3 separate regions of the Mus musculus genome follow, and regions 1 and 2 are each linked to region 3. Evidence: chromatin contacts called from public Hi-C and HiChIP or PLAC-seq data. All regions are on one chromosome and are shown on one strand. Each heading gives the region's core, a stretch centred on a gene start, on an enhancer-like site or on the middle of the called end of the contact. The rest is flanking DNA. Distances are from core to core; before and after follow the strand shown. Region 1 holds the start of Nppa (natriuretic peptide type A). Region 2 holds the start of Mfn2 (mitofusin 2). Region 3 has its middle 22 kb from the start of 2510039O18Rik.

Region 1 (4,398 bases), core at 172-2,671, 38 kb after region 3:
AGGAGGTAGGTCATGTGACACACACAGCAAGGAGCCCGAGTTCCCCCAGTAGGGCTGCTCGCCTAGTCCTCTCTGCTAATAATAATCCCCAGGCACACAATTAAGCAGTGAGCGCATCCCAGGGACTCATCCGGAGGCGACAGTGTGAACTTGCACAGATTTCAGACTTCAAGGAGAGATTGGCCAACCCAAATTGGTTGCCTACAACCCCCAGCTTTCTCAAAGGGCTCTCTTTTTCTATCTTAGAGAAAACATCACCGCAGACACCTCTTGTGACTTCCAGCCACATGACAACTCCACCAGGCAGCCACAGGGTCAATGGGCGTGGAAGTCTTCCAATAGCCCATTAAGACGGTCAGAAAGCAGAGAGCAGCAGAAAATGCACACACTTATCACACACACAAAGCATACATATGTCGAAAATGGCTACACTGGGGTGTGGAGACCACTTGTTAAAGGTGGACTGCCTGCTCATGCTCCTGAGGCTGCCAGAAGAATTCATGGCTCACTTCCTTGGTCTCAAAGGTCATGAAGGACATTATGGAGAATGGTGTATGTGTCCCCCCCTCAATCCCTTACCTCCTCCTTCTATTTCCCTGGGAAGGGTGGGACCACCACATATTTCATGCTCAGAGTCTGGGCTTTGGAAAGAAGAAAAGTGGTTTCATCCTCCAAACCCATCCTGTTGGCACCTTGGACACGAGTCTTGGGAGGCAGTAAAAATAAACTTTAGAGGAAATATGCTCTTCTAACATCCCTTGGTGTTTACACGTGTAGCTGAATTCTTTAGAGCCTGTATCATGTTGGCTTCCTGGCTGACTTCATACTCTAAAAAAAAAATAATAGCTCTTTCACCTGACTGCTAACAGGGACATCTAGGGTGGGGGTGGGCTGTCTGGGGCCAGAGGTCCACCCACGAGGCCGATGAATCAGGTGTGAAGCTAGCTCCAGCATGTGTACTCCCTGGCCAGCCTAGCTGGCCTCCCAGCTGCCTGTCATTGCCTCCTCTCCCGCCCTTATTTGGAGCCCCTGACAGCTGAGCAGCAAGCAGGGGGAGCTGGGTGCAGGCCAGCCGTCACCCTCTGCTTCCCTGCATGGGTCCTGTTGCCAGGGAGAAAGAATCCTGAGGCGAGCGCCCAGGAAGATAACCAAGGACTCTTTTCTGCTCCTCTCACACCTTTGAAGTGGGGGCCTCTTGAGGCAAATCAGCAAGAATGTGACTCTTGCAGCTGAGGGTCTGGGGGAGGGGGGTGAGTGGAGCTGCTCAAGGCAAAGGGGCCGTGACAAGCTTTGCCGAACTGATAACTTTAAAAGGGCATCTTCTGCTGGCTCCTCACTCCATCGCTTTATCGCTGCAAGTGACAGAATGGGGAGGGTTCTAGCCCCCCTGCCTTCTCAAAGAGCTGGGGGGCTATAAAAACGGGAGATGCTGGCAGCTAGGAGACAGTGACGGACAAAAGCTGAGAGAGAGAGAGAAAGAAACCAGAGTGGGCAGAGACAGCAAACATCAGATCGTGCCCCGACCCACGCCAGCATGGGCTCCTTCTCCATCACCCTGGGCTTCTTCCTCGTCTTGGCCTTTTGGCTTCCAGGCCATATTGGAGCAAATCCTGTGTACAGTGCGGTGTCCAACACAGATCTGATGGATTTCAAGGTAGGGCCAGGAAGTGGGACACAGACTGGGACCAGGGTCTCTTTGGTACTGGGTCCATTCCTGAGACGTCCCCTTTCTCTGTATTTATTTTGCCTTTATAAAGAACCTGCTAGACCACCTGGAGGAGAAGATGCCGGTAGAAGATGAGGTCATGCCCCCGCAGGCCCTGAGTGAGCAGACTGAGGAAGCAGGGGCCGCACTTAGCTCCCTCCCCGAGGTGCCTCCCTGGACTGGGGAGGTCAACCCACCTCTGAGAGACGGCAGTGCTCTAGGGCGCAGCCCCTGGGACCCCTCCGATAGATCTGCCCTCTTGAAAAGCAAACTGAGGGCTCTGCTCGCTGGCCCTCGGAGCCTACGAAGATCCAGCTGCTTCGGGGGTAGGATTGACAGGATTGGAGCCCAGAGTGGACTAGGCTGCAACAGCTTCCGGGTAAGAGGAGCTGTGGATGGAAATGGGATAGAGGTCAGGTGGGGTCTTGTTAGGGCTCAAACCTTGCCAAGGGACACTACCAGGGAGCATCTTTGGCAGCTGAGAGCCTGATGCATGTATCATTTTCTCTGTGAGTTCTTCCTCACTACGATGGGTGTCCCTTGAGTTTCAAGACAATGACAACAGCTGCTGCAGGGTCTGAGCCACAAGCACTGGGGAGTTAGAATACAGGGCCAAGACTGCCTCATTAATGCTTACCAGTGCCTTGCTTGCCGGTTTAATCACAGAGGCTAGACTGTGGCTTGTGGGAAATAGTTGATCGCTGTTCAAGTGGAACAATTTAGCCCAGTAAAGGCAGATCATCAAGCCAGTATATTTTTCTCTTTGTAGTACCGAAGATAACAGCCAAGGAGGAAAAGGCAGTCGATTCTGCTTGAGCAGATCGCAAAAGATCCTAAGCCCTTGTGGTGTGTCACGCAGCTTGGTCACATTGCCACTGTGGCGTGGTGAACACCCTCCTGGAGCTGCGGCTTCCTGCCTTCATCTATCACGATCGATGTTAAATGTAGATGAGTGGTCTAGTGGGGTCTTGCCTCTCCCACTCTGCATATTAAGGTAGATCCTCACCCTTTTCAGAAAGCAGTTGGAAAAAAAAAAAAAGAATAAACTTCAGCACCAAGGACAGACGCCGAGGCCCTGATGTGCTTCTTTGGCTTCTGCCCTCAGTTCTTTGCTCTCCCCAGCCTTGATCCCTCATTTCTCCCTCCTTCCCTCCCTCTTCTTGCTGTGTGTGTGTGTGTGGGGGGGGAGCCTCACGTCATAGTCCTCAAAATGCTCTGCCTCCATCACAGAACCCGGGAAAGTCCACCCAGGCTGAAAAGGGCATTTATTTTTAATTCATGAAAAGGGAACACGAACACACCTTTTCCTGAGGACAGGTAATGACATCTCTGCTCAGAAGTTTCAAGCATTCCTTTCTGGTTAGAGCCTGGGTGGCTTTAAGGGGCATTTAGAGAACCAGAAACTGCCCAGATCTGTTACAGAGTGCCAGCTGCTGTGACCATGTGAATTTCACTCTCTGAGTATGGGCAAGTGTGAATGGAGGGTGGGTTAAGCAGCTGAGAGGAGGAAGGTTTACAGGCTGATGGGTGGCCAGTTCAAACGATTTGTGGGCTACCCCACTGCTGCGTCACCACCTATCCACGTGTATCACTCGGTGCTGGAGATCAAACTCAGGGAGCCAGAGGCATTTGAAAATAGCCACAATCTCCCTAACACAGGACTGTGGAGCTTCAACTTGTACGTTGCGTGGAGGAGAGAACCACCAGGAAACATGCAGTACCTTATTTACTTTTAGTTTATGTAGCTTTGGCTGGCCTCAGACTCTAGGAGACCTGCCTTGCTACATTACCAAGTCTGGCTAAGGTGCAGTGTTTTTATACCAGCTTGTGAAAGGCACTGCTCTAAGCAGAGAACACATTCAGGGCTCATAGTGAACACTGCTTCTTCTCTGAGATCACTCAGGTCATCTTATAGCTCCAATAGGATATGGTTTGCTAACCCCCCTGTGTGCTTGTGTGTGTCTGTGTGTGCGCACGCATGTGCGTGTGCCTGTGTACTTGTGTCCCTAACCTGTACTGGGCATGTTATATAAAAATGGGGAGGATAACCCGAGTAGTATCGTGCACACCTGTTGAGGGGCAGCAAGGCCAGGAGCAGACAGTGATTGGCTGGAGATTGAGGAAGAACTTCAATCACTTCCAATCAAAATATTCCTGTCTGAGCCAGGCATGGTCACATATACCTTAGTCCCAGCACTGGGGAGAAAGGGGTCGGCAGATCTCTGTAAAGTCAAGACTAGCCTGGTCTACACAGTGTGTTCCAGGACAGTCAGTGCTATGCGTGAGACACTTACTCAGTTAAAAAACAAAACAAAAACCCACTTTCTACCTGGATCTCAAATTAGAGAGTACAGAGAGCCAGTCAGTGGAGAGTGACATGTGAGGACCAGCGTGAATGGGAGGGAAAAGCATGCATAGAGCCAGTCAGGGGAGAGTGACGTGCGAGGACCAGCATGAATGGGAGGGAAAAGCATGCAGAGAGCCAGTCAGGGGAGAGTGACATAAGTGGACCCGTGTGAATGGTAGGGAAAAGCACGCATAGAGCCAGTCAGGGGAGAGTGACGTGCGAGGACCAGCGTGAATGGGCGGGAAAAGCACGCAGAGAGCCAGTCAGGGAAGAGTGACGTGCGAGGACCAGCGTGAATGGGAGGGAAAAGCCTACATCGGGAGTTGGGAGTCATAATTGCTAAGGA
Region 2 (5,025 bases), core at 1,055-3,554, 58 kb before region 3:
CTGAGTTCAACCCAGTGAGTTCCAAGACAGCCAGGGATATAGAGAAACCCTGTCTGAAAAAGCCAAAAAATAAAGAGATAAAATTCTAAGGGTCGCAGTTTAGGGAAGTTGCAGGAACACCATAACAGCATTATAAACTTAAGATCAGAAACAAACACAACCCTGAACAAAGACCCAGTACAGCCCTCGAAGCCCATCAGGAGCTTTGCGTTGACCCAGGCTATTAGTGGAGGAGTATTAGGTGTTTGCACAGCAGTAGCAAAAATCAGTGCAAGGTGCCTGGATCTCAGGTGTGGCTCCCTGAATCCACACCACCTCCTTACCCAGTTTATATGCAGCAACTCCTAGCAGAGAAAACAAAACGGGTCCAGAGATCGTCTGTTGTACAACTGGAACAGAGGAGAAGCTGAGAAATTGAAACGAAAGAGTACAGAGGGTAAAGGGCACAGCAGACTCTTGGAGCCATGATAAGAATCCAACCCCTGCCAAGCAGAGACGGAAAGGAGCCAGCACAGGGACAAACAAACAAGGAGGAGAGGGACAGATCCTGGCCATGCTTTGAACTGTCAACCAGTGAAATCCCCGTGGAAGCAGAAAGGAGATACAGCAGCTCCTTCCGACACAAGTTGGAAGCCACGAGCTCTGTGCTCCAGGATCCACTCCGAGAGACTCGCCAGCCGAGAGCCAGCAGAACACACCCTTTTGCTCTTCATCTAGATCCATGGTGGCCAAACCACAGCTCTCACTTACTTTCTAGCTGGTAAGAGACCTTCACAGGTTGGGCATCGTGGACATGGCTGGAGTCAGAAAGATGAAAAGGACTCGAGGTCTCCTCTGTGCTGATTCAGGTCCAGGTTGGCCCCTGATGGTGTTGACTCCACCTGTCCAAGCTTCTGGAAAGGAAAAAGGCAGAGGTCACTGGGCCACCAGGAAAGAAAATGCAAAATATGTTTAATCAGGTGTTAAAGCCAAACTAACTCATCCCTGAGGGAAGCTTACTCATTGCGGTGTTGAGGAAGCAGGTGAGGAAGTGTGTGTGTGGAGGGGGAGGAGACAATAACAATGACAATGAGACAAACACATTAGCCGTGTGCTAATATATTAAGCCATGTGCTAATGCAAGGCACCAAAGAGGTCCTCGCTAAGACACAGCCAGAGAGAGAAGGGAGCTGAATCAGGCCAAGGCCTGGCCTTCAGGACTGGGGAACTGCCAACTAGAAGTGGAAGGGGAGTGGAGAGGAGAGGAAGAAAAATAGACCTGACAAAGGCCAGAGTATCCCTGCTACTGTAAAGTCTCTCCTTCCATTCTCAAGTCTATGGAGCAAACTTGGTCTCTACAGTACTAGGAAGATGTATAGAGCCAAGCAGCCAAGCTAGACACCAAACTACACTAGCTGTGACTCCAAAGCTCACTTGTGTTTTCCTACCTAAGACAAAAAGGGGACAATCAAGAGTCCTTTTCTGACGAAGGGAGAGATGATTGGCAAAGCTAGAAAACAGGATAGAAAAGTACTACAAGAGATGGAGGCCAGTAGTGTTGCCTTTCTCCTTCCAAACAGCTATCTTTTTCAGTATTCACTGTGGCCTTTCAATGTGTTAGGTGCTAGGGTCAGGGACGGATTAAGAATAGCTCCAACCCTCAGAGTCTTAACGGTGCAATGAAAAGGCATATAAGTAAAAAGACTTCCACCGTAAGTGGGGTACAGTGAACCGGGTGCTGAAAAAAAAAAAATGCTGGCAAAAAAAGAAAAGTACTGGATGAAAACCGGGAATGGGTCAGGGACCTTGAATGGAGATCACAGGGCTGAGACATCAGGGTGTGGGGAGCTGCGAGGAGGAGCCCACCTCCCAGCCTTCAGTCCGGTGGCCCGCCCCCTCCTCAGAGCCGAGCAGGGCTTGACGGCGAGGCCGCAGCAGGGGAAACGCCCGTGTGACCCGAGCCTGAGCCCGAGGCCCAGAGGCCCCAGAGGCCCAGCGTCCTAAGCCGGGTGGCTCAGGACTCTCCCGGCCCGGGCCTGCCGGTTCCACCACCCCGGCGCGCTCGCCCTCTCACCTTCACCTTCCCGGCCTCGCGGCGGCCATCACACCCAACACGTCACTAGCCGGCGCCACACCGAGAGAAGCGGGAGGGGAGGGGGCTGCGCTCGTCACTCGCCCCGCTGCAGCCCGGACGAGCCGATGGCCTCTGAACGCTGTCACCTCAACCTTACCACTCCTATACCACAGTGTCTAGGAACTCCGCGCTCCAAAAGGAGCCCCCGCGTGCCTGGTAACCGTCCCGTGTCTCGTGCAGATGACGTAAGCTGTAGGGTGGGGCTCCCAGCGCGTCATGGGAGTTGTAGTTTGGATCAGCGTCCGTCAGGGTGGGGTAGGGCGGAGCCTCGAGCTGTCAAGCAGGGGTTGGAGGGGTGGGAGAACGGGACGGGGGTTGGGGGAGGGGAGAGGGTGGACGGCGGGGAGGGGAGCGGGCAGGACACGACAAGGGTACCGATTAGAGGTTTGCGTGCGCCTTTTTTGTTGTTGCGCCTTTTTTGTTGTTGCTGCTCCAGAATTTGACCCTGTATAACACCTGTCAGTTTTGAAATCCAGACTCGCATTTCATAATCCGAGTGTCTTCAAAGGGAACAAACAGACCGTTAGGGTGAAGTAATTGTCCTTCAGTTGCCTTTGAGGCAACTAAACAGCAGCCACAACGCATCAGGCAGCTACTAGGTGACAGTCATTGCACTGGCTATCTAACATGCAGTTTTTAATTTTCACTCAGTCCCAGGACATTCAGGACATGATTATCCAACCTCACATGCCATTCACTGGCCCCTCATTTTGTTCCAAGAACTGGGATACTGCATTGGACCCCAAGCTGGGAGGGCTCCAAGCCTGGGCTCTGTAGTAACACCCACCAGCCACTTGTAGCTACTGAGACCCTGAAATGCAGCTGCTACAAACTGAGAAATGCCCCAATGTTTAATATAAAAAGAAATGCAAACTACCTTATTAGTAATTTTATATTGATGTGTTGTTATAGCTTTGGATAAACTGGGCTAAATGAAATACATTATCTTAATTAAATCGCCCCCCCCACCCCGTTTCTTCTTACTTCTAAAAGTAGAGCTAATAGTGGCGGTCACAAAAAAGGCTCAGTAGGTATAAATGGCTGCTACCAAGCCTGACAGCTTGAGTTCCATCTCCAGGAACCCACACGGTGGAAGGAAAGAACCTGCTCATAAAATGTTGTCCTCTAACCTCCGTACAAGAGCCAGGGCACGTGTACATCAACCACACACGATAAATGAATATGGTTGGGGCCTAGAGAGATGGCTTTTACAGAGGACCCAACACCTACATGTTAGCTCACATCGGTAACTACAATTCAGGGGATCCAGTGTCCTCTCTGTCTTCCAGGGGGAACCAGGCACACTTCTGATACACTTCCATACATGCAGGCAGCATCCCATACACATTAAATAAAAACAACAAGCCAAGTATTTAAAAGCAGATAATATGGCTAGCTGAATATTTTAACTGTGTCTGTGGCCCATGCGACCTTGCTTTTGTTTGTTTGGGGGCAGGCTTCCCACTATGTAGCCCAAACCAGCCTTGAATTGATGATCTTTTTACTCTGCCTCCCAAGGGCTAGGACTGTAGTCATCTCACTGACACACCTAGCTGCCATGTTATGCTTTCTACCGATTGGCACTGCCCTATAGCCAGGGTACAGTCATGCCACAAACAGCCTCAGAGGTAAATCAGCACGCCGGTTACGAGTCTCCAGAGAGGTGAGTCATGGGAGCTGGCCTGTAGTCACTGCCCATAGGGCAGCTTCTTGTCTGGAACATCTGACTCTGAACTGGAGAGACACACCCAGCACTTGCCTTGGGGTATAGTGTGCGCTAAGTATCTCCTCCTCCATCATCTCCAGCCTCCCCAGGGAATTCTTTGAGTACAAAACTGAAGACTGTTTCCTTTCCCTTTGGCAGAATCTTACTCAAGCCAGAGGCTTGGAGGAGCTTTCCCAAACTCTCTCCTGTCCATTCTGCCTCTGCTGTAGCCTCCCTGAAAGCTTTGGCCTAGGCTCCCATCCCAACCTGGACAGAAGAGGGAACTTCTGAGCCCATTCCCAGGCTTCTAATCTTACATTCCACTTGGGCTTGCCTAAACCAGAACTCCAAACTGTGAGGCTCTTCCTTTAACCCCTCAATGGCAAGGTTCCTCCAGTACTGCAGACTGCCACTAGAAATGGGTCTAGCGAGTACTGGGGTTCAACTGCAGGGGGCTTTTCTTATGTCAGTTATTCCTGTTTTGATCGACTTTTCCACTGTGTATATGAATTGCACATACCAGAAAATGGTCACTATTAGAAACAACCCTGGACAGGACATGACGGTTCATGTCAGTCATCCCAGTACTCAGGGGTTGAGGCAGGAGGATCACAGGTGAGAGGCCAGCCTGGATTACACAGGAAACTTTGCCACAAATGAACAAAACTCAAGAATCCTCTACAAGGCATACATTGTTTTTAATTTTTATTATTAGTGTGTGCGTGCACACTCGCGAATGATGTATGTAGGGGGTACATGTGTGGAGTCAGTTCTTTCTACCCTTTACATGGCAGTTCTGGGAATCAAACTCAGGGCATCAGGTTTGTTCAGGTGACTGCCGGATGAGCCGACTCACCAGCCTCAATGTACACAATTCCTGAATGACTGGTTGTTTCCAACTGGAGTACTAACTCCTTTCACCTACTTCTATGGTCTGAATGTGTTTGATATCTGTGCTGGTCAGTTTTGGGGTTGTTTGTCTACTTGACACAAGATAGACTCATCTGAATAGGGTAAATCTGTAGAGAAAATACCTCCATAAGATCGGTCTGTAGGCAAGCTTGTGAAGTGTTTTCTTGAATGGTGAATTGATGTGGAAGGACCCAGTTGACTGTAGGCACTACTGTGGTCAGGCAGGTGGCCCTAGGTTGTATAAGAAAGCAGGATGACAAACCAGGCATGGTTGCTCATGCCTTTAATCCAAGCA
Region 3 (4,922 bases), core at 1,087-3,586:
GGATGGGGTGAGGGGCCACGGGAAGCTTGTGAATGGGGTATGATCTCAGAGGCAGACAGTCTCAGCTTGGACACTGGAATCTATCCATCATCGACACTGCTGGCCATTCCTTTCTGCATTCCACAACAGCCCCACAGGGTGAGGACCATCTACAGAGCTACAGAGATGGGTCTGTCACGAGCCCCATCAGCACCTCAGACACTTGATCTCCACTCTGAGCTTTTGTGAGGATGCTGAGAGCAGGGAGCAAGGATGATGGGCATGGGTCAGCACTCCTCGGAAAAGTAGGTCTTGGCGCTGTTGACCAACCCTTCCTCTCCTTGCCCCATAGTTTTTGGCATGGTAGATGGGAGAGAGCACCCATTTTGGAATAAAAGACAGCTTAAGCCTCAATTCTACTGATGCTGCATGGCACTTCCCAAGTACTTCACTTAGTGGGGCCTCAGTTTTCCTAGTCTGGTTAGATGGATTCCATCTAGTTAGATGGGTGAGTCTGACCTGGCCAGGATGGCTTACAAGATAGACAGGAAAGACAATATAGGGTCTTTGAGGGATAAGGGCGTGGTCTCCTGTATACCAGGTTGGTCTTAAACTTGCTGTGTAGTTGAGAAAAACCTTGAACTTCCAGTCCTCCTGTTTCCACCTATTAAGTCATGGGTTACAAGTTTGCACCACCATGCCTGGCTTGTGTAGAGTTGGGGACTGAACTCAGTGCAGTCATGCACACTAAGCAAGCGCTCTATTAACTGTGCCATAGCCCATGCCCAAGACATTGTACTTAAAAAATATATATATATATATATATATATATATATCACACATGACTACACCATAGCTCTTTTCAGACACACCAGAAAAGGACATTAGATCCCATTACAGATGGTTGTGAGCCACCATATGGTTGCTGGGAATTGAACTCAGGACCTCTGGAAGAGCAGTCAGTACTCTTAACCGCTGAGCCATATCTCCAGCCTGACAATATCCTTTTTAAACAAGAAAGGCATAACATTCATTTGGGCTGCCTCCCATCTCTCACCACAGCTGGGCACGGTTGCAGACATGTTTATTTAGAAAACTTAACATTTACATTTCTGTTCTTGCTGTCATCCTTCTAGTGATGAAGAGGGAACCTGAGTCCTTGTGTGCTAAGTTAAATGCTCTCCCGTGGAGCCACACCCAGACCTCAACCTTTTAGTATCATTTCAAAATCAGAGTTTTCCAGAAAACCATTTTAAGCGTTCCATAATACCTTTGTTCTACTGCTGTATCTGGCAAAACGGTCCCATTCCCCTGAGAGATACTCCTCCTGCCCTCTGAGCACTTTGGGCCCCAGTGTTCTGCTATGCCTGCAATACCCCCAGCTGGCTCTGAGGTGCTATCTGCCACTGGTTGGCATCACTCGCTGCAGGATCCCTGGATGTGGGCGTGTTTGAGCTGCAGTCCCCTAGAGCTAGGCTCTACCCTTGCCATGATTCCCTTCTGACCTCTCTACTTCAGTGTTCGCTTGCTTTCTCCAACTCTCCTGGTGCTGAGAGCCAGCTCAGGAGACTGGGAAGCACTTGTGGATCTGCTGGGCCCTGACTTCTTACAGAAGAGCCATTATCCTCTCCAAGAATAAACTACAAGGTCTGTCCTGGGTGTCAAAAGCCAGTGGTTTGAAATAAAGGAGCTTCCTAAAGCCCAGAACCATGCTTTCCTCTGGTAAAGTAGAGTGGACCAGCAGGGATGGGAATCTGACCTCTCCTCTCACCCCCTTCCACTCTGTCTTTCCCTACTCTGCTTATCATGACCCTCTGGTCAGTCTCCCGGGTGGCAAGGCAGGAGCCCTGCTGGAGAGGCCCCAGGAGGGTGCTTCACTGCCCACTGGGGAGCCCTTCCAAGTGGGGTTTGACCTCTGACTGCAGAAGAAGAACCTGCAAGGCCCAGTCTAGCTTCTCTTCTTGGTAATGCATCCATTGCCCAGAAGAGCTTGAGCCCTCATGGGCTGCGATCCCGAGAGCTGCTCAATCACCACGTTTCCAGCAACCATCATTCCACTTAGGGAGCTTTTCCTGGGCTACACATGTGTCTCAGTGGTGGAGTGACTGTCCAGCCTGCTCAAGGTGTCTGTTTCTATTCCCAAGACTGCAAAAGCAGGGGTGGGGAGGTGGGAGGTCTTGATTACCTAGGGATCAGGGCTGCTCCCCACTAGCCATCTCCTGGAAGCACCTCCTTTGCCAGGATGTGGCTGGCCTTGCACGTGACTGTCTCTCAGATCCGTCACTTCCTGGCTAAGCCACCTCCTTCTTCTGGGAATGCCACTTTAGCTTATAACCGTGCAGCTGAGAGTTTGGGCTATGACCTCAGTCCACCCTTCTGGGCTGCTTTGTGCTATAGAGTGTTCTGTGGAGGGGCTGAGACGAAGACAGCTGGAAGAAAATTGCAAGGATTAAAAAAAAAAAATCAGTCCCATGTGACCCGCAAATGGCTGGGAGCCGTATTTCCTGAATTTAGATTCATTCCTTGGCTTCTGTGCGACCTCGGGGACAATTTTAAACACTTGAGAGAATTGAATCAAATCTTGTACAAGAAGCAGCTGGCACCTAAGCAAGGACTCAGGCTCGGTGAGCCACTATGTGGGAGATAGAGAAAAAGCACAGAAAAAGATGGGGGGGGGGGTAGGGGTAGGGGCACCTTCTCCCTAGTTCAAGTAGTCCACTCACACCCAACTCCTACAGATTAATATGAGTTTGTTTAGGCAGCCCTGATGTCTAGGGTCTGGGGACCTGAATTTGTGTCTTGCCTGACCATGGAATTTGGCAGGGAGGAAGAGGGGAGGAAACACTCACTAAGGCCAGGCCATGATGGCTGGAGGAGGTCTTCTCATGGTGCCAGTTGCTGCCCTTGGCCAAAAACATGTCCTCTTCATCCAGCTTCATAAACACGGCAGGGACAGAACTTGCCACACCGAAACCCATACATGGTCTGGAGACTGCACACCAACTGGGATCACAGGGACGCGCAGGGGGTTCACCTCCTCCAAGGAAGAGGCAGGGATAGGAGTGAAACCAGGGAGCTATTTCGAGAAGGTGTCAAAGGCCGGAACACTAAAATTAGAGCCTTGGTTCCTAAAAAGACATTAGCACCAACCGAGGTCTAAGAGAGGGGCTCTTCAGCGCGGAATGTGACCCCAGGAAGCGCTCCGGCGATCCTGGGCAATGAGGTCAGCAGGACCAATGGGACCCTCCACCTCCCTTATGGTCACGTGGTGGTCATGGGGACCTCTCCCCGAGCCAGCTCTGGGGCTGTTTCCAACCACTTCCCGTGTACACCAAGCCAGGAAAGGCAAGCAGGCAGAGCTGCTGTCCGTGTAGGGCTGACCTTCTGGGCTGTGCCTTTTCTTTTTTGATTGTCCTCTGTGCTTTCTGTTCCATTCTCAGTTTAAGAGTGGGAGAGGAGGATGCTTGGAAGAGGCAGCCATCTTGGAACCTGGTGGTTTGGCCTGGGAGATAAACCAGGAAGGGCCTAGGATCCCTGGCCTGGCTGGCCTAGATCTTCACCTCTGTCACACAAGAGTCCTAGTTTATCCCTTCTCCATTCAGATTCACGGCACAGACACCTCAGGGATCATGGATGGTGCAGAAGTCCTTATGAAGCCACCTTCCAGGATGAGACACACAGCTCTTGGCTCGGCTGCTTGAAACAGCTCTTCTCAGCCTATCCAGGCCCAGAACCATAGACAGCTCTGATTACCAGCCCACCTTTGACCAGGGAATGCCTGTAGCTCTCCCACTCCTGTCTTCGTATATCTTACTCAACTAAAATATACCTCCTTCGTGTCTGGAGTGGTGGGTTCCAGTGGCTAAGGCTGCTCTTGCAGAGGATCTGGGTTCGATTCCTAGCACCCACATGGCAGCTCATAGTTGTCTTTGTTTGTTTGTTTTTTTTTTTTTTTTGCTTTTTGTTTTTTCAAGACAGGGTTTCTCTGTGTAGTCCTGGCTGTCCTGGAACTCACTCTGTAGACCAGGCTGGCCTCGAACTCAGAGATCCACCTGCCTCTGCCTCCCAAGTGCTGGGATTAAAGGCGTGTGCCACCACTGCCCGGCTCTTTTCTTTTCTTTTCTTTTCTTTTCTTTTCTTTTCTTTTCTTTTCTTTTCTTTTCTTTTCTTTTCTTTCCTTTCCTTTCCTTTCCTTTTCCTCTCTTCTCCTCTCCTCTCCTCTCCTCTCCTCTCCTCTTCTTTTCTTTTCTTTTCTTTTCTTTTCTTTTCTTTTCTTTTCTTTTCTTTTCTTTTCTTTTCTTTTCTTTTCTTTTCTTTTTCATAGTTGTCTCTAACTCTAGTTATGTGCAGTTCCAGAGATCTGGTATACTCTGCTCTCTATGACCACTGAATGCATGTGGTACCTATACACACATGCAGGCAAAAACACTTATACACAAAAAATAAGTAAATATATATTTTTTTAAAGTTCAATTTCCTTTTTCATTATAATCAATAGACGCCAGATCTCTGCAGCCGGCTAATGGCCTGCCTCTTCTAGAGATAACTTCCTGTTTTCTTCGTTACATACCTTGGGGCTTTTAACTTTACTGTTTTGGGGAGATTTTTTAATTTTTATTTTCTACCACTGGCTTCTGGGTTTGGGTGGTCAGGTGTGAAAGCCAGCCTTTACCATCATCCTAGTAAAAAAAACACCACCAACAAAAATTATTGGTCTATTCTGTGTGTGTATGTGTGTGGAGGGGAGGTGGGGGTAATAATCCATGCTTGGACTCACTCTGTAGCCCGAGCTGACAGGCCACTTCTCTTTACACTCTTGGGTGCAGGGATCACCACACACCTGCTGGTCTTTCCTGACTTAGACTCCTGGAGAGCAGAGACCTTTTGGGTCCCCTTCTTCCAGTAGGGTACAGAACTCCTGTGGGTGTCCGTAGTTTTTGCTG

Evidence for each region. Hi-C and Micro-C count contacts between places; a contact is called where the count stands out from the background. HiChIP or PLAC-seq counts read pairs in DNA pulled down with a chosen protein or histone mark.
Region 1: a Hi-C map of cardiomyocytes shows a contact between it and region 3, with 4 times the contacts expected there. The contact joins the promoter of Nppa here to the enhancer-like site in region 3. A contact is called at or near these places in 28 of 39 promoter capture datasets (the 3T3-L1 cell line, 3T3-L1-derived adipocytes, the C10 cell line and 16 more), 8 of 15 datasets of contacts at CTCF or cohesin (CD8 T cells, the NIH/3T3 cell line, embryonic stem cells and 3 more), 202 of 484 Hi-C or Micro-C datasets (the 3T3-L1 cell line, 3T3-L1-derived adipocytes, the 4T1 cell line and 91 more), 27 of 115 datasets of contacts at active chromatin or transcription factors (the 230-238 cell line, the HL-1 cell line, the HPC-7 cell line and 17 more) and 6 of 9 other capture datasets (adipose tissue, embryonic stem cells, embryonic trunk and 3 more).
Region 2: an H3K27ac HiChIP or PLAC-seq map of heart atrium shows a contact between it and region 3, with 6 read pairs. The contact joins the promoter of Mfn2 here to the enhancer-like site in region 3. A contact is called at or near these places in 2 of 39 promoter capture datasets (the HPC-7 cell line and cranial neural crest), 2 of 15 datasets of contacts at CTCF or cohesin (CD8 T cells and embryonic stem cells), 17 of 484 Hi-C or Micro-C datasets (B cells, ECoMG-derived neutrophils, the HL-1 cell line and 8 more), 7 of 115 datasets of contacts at active chromatin or transcription factors (bone marrow-derived macrophages, double positive thymocytes, embryonic stem cells and 2 more) and 4 of 9 other capture datasets (adipose tissue, embryonic stem cells, liver and 1 more).

The regions. Positions count from the first base shown.
Region 1 is chr4:147,999,301-148,003,698 of GRCm38.p6, forward strand. It overlaps Nppa (natriuretic peptide type A), which reads left to right and starts at 1,422. Exons shown (of 3, transcript NM_008725.3): 1 at 1,422-1,654; 2 at 1,758-2,084; 3 at 2,475-2,774. The coding sequence starts at 1,535. The coding sequence ends at 2,486.
Region 2 is chr4:147,902,605-147,907,629 of GRCm38.p6, forward strand. Mfn2 (mitofusin 2) reads right to left here and starts at 2,305. Exons shown (of 19, transcript NM_133201.3): 1 at 2,054-2,305; 2 at 751-893.
Region 3 is chr4:147,960,700-147,965,621 of GRCm38.p6, forward strand. No RefSeq gene overlaps it. Among named protein-coding and RNA genes, the nearest start is that of 2510039O18Rik, 22 kb to the left of the region's middle. Within about 2 kb of position 2,337, at least 12 of the 459 cell types and tissues checked have an H3K27ac peak or open chromatin away from gene starts, as enhancers often do. A contact at or near this core is called in the AtT-20 cell line, the HL-1 cell line, the N1E-115 cell line and 4 more, where this site is marked.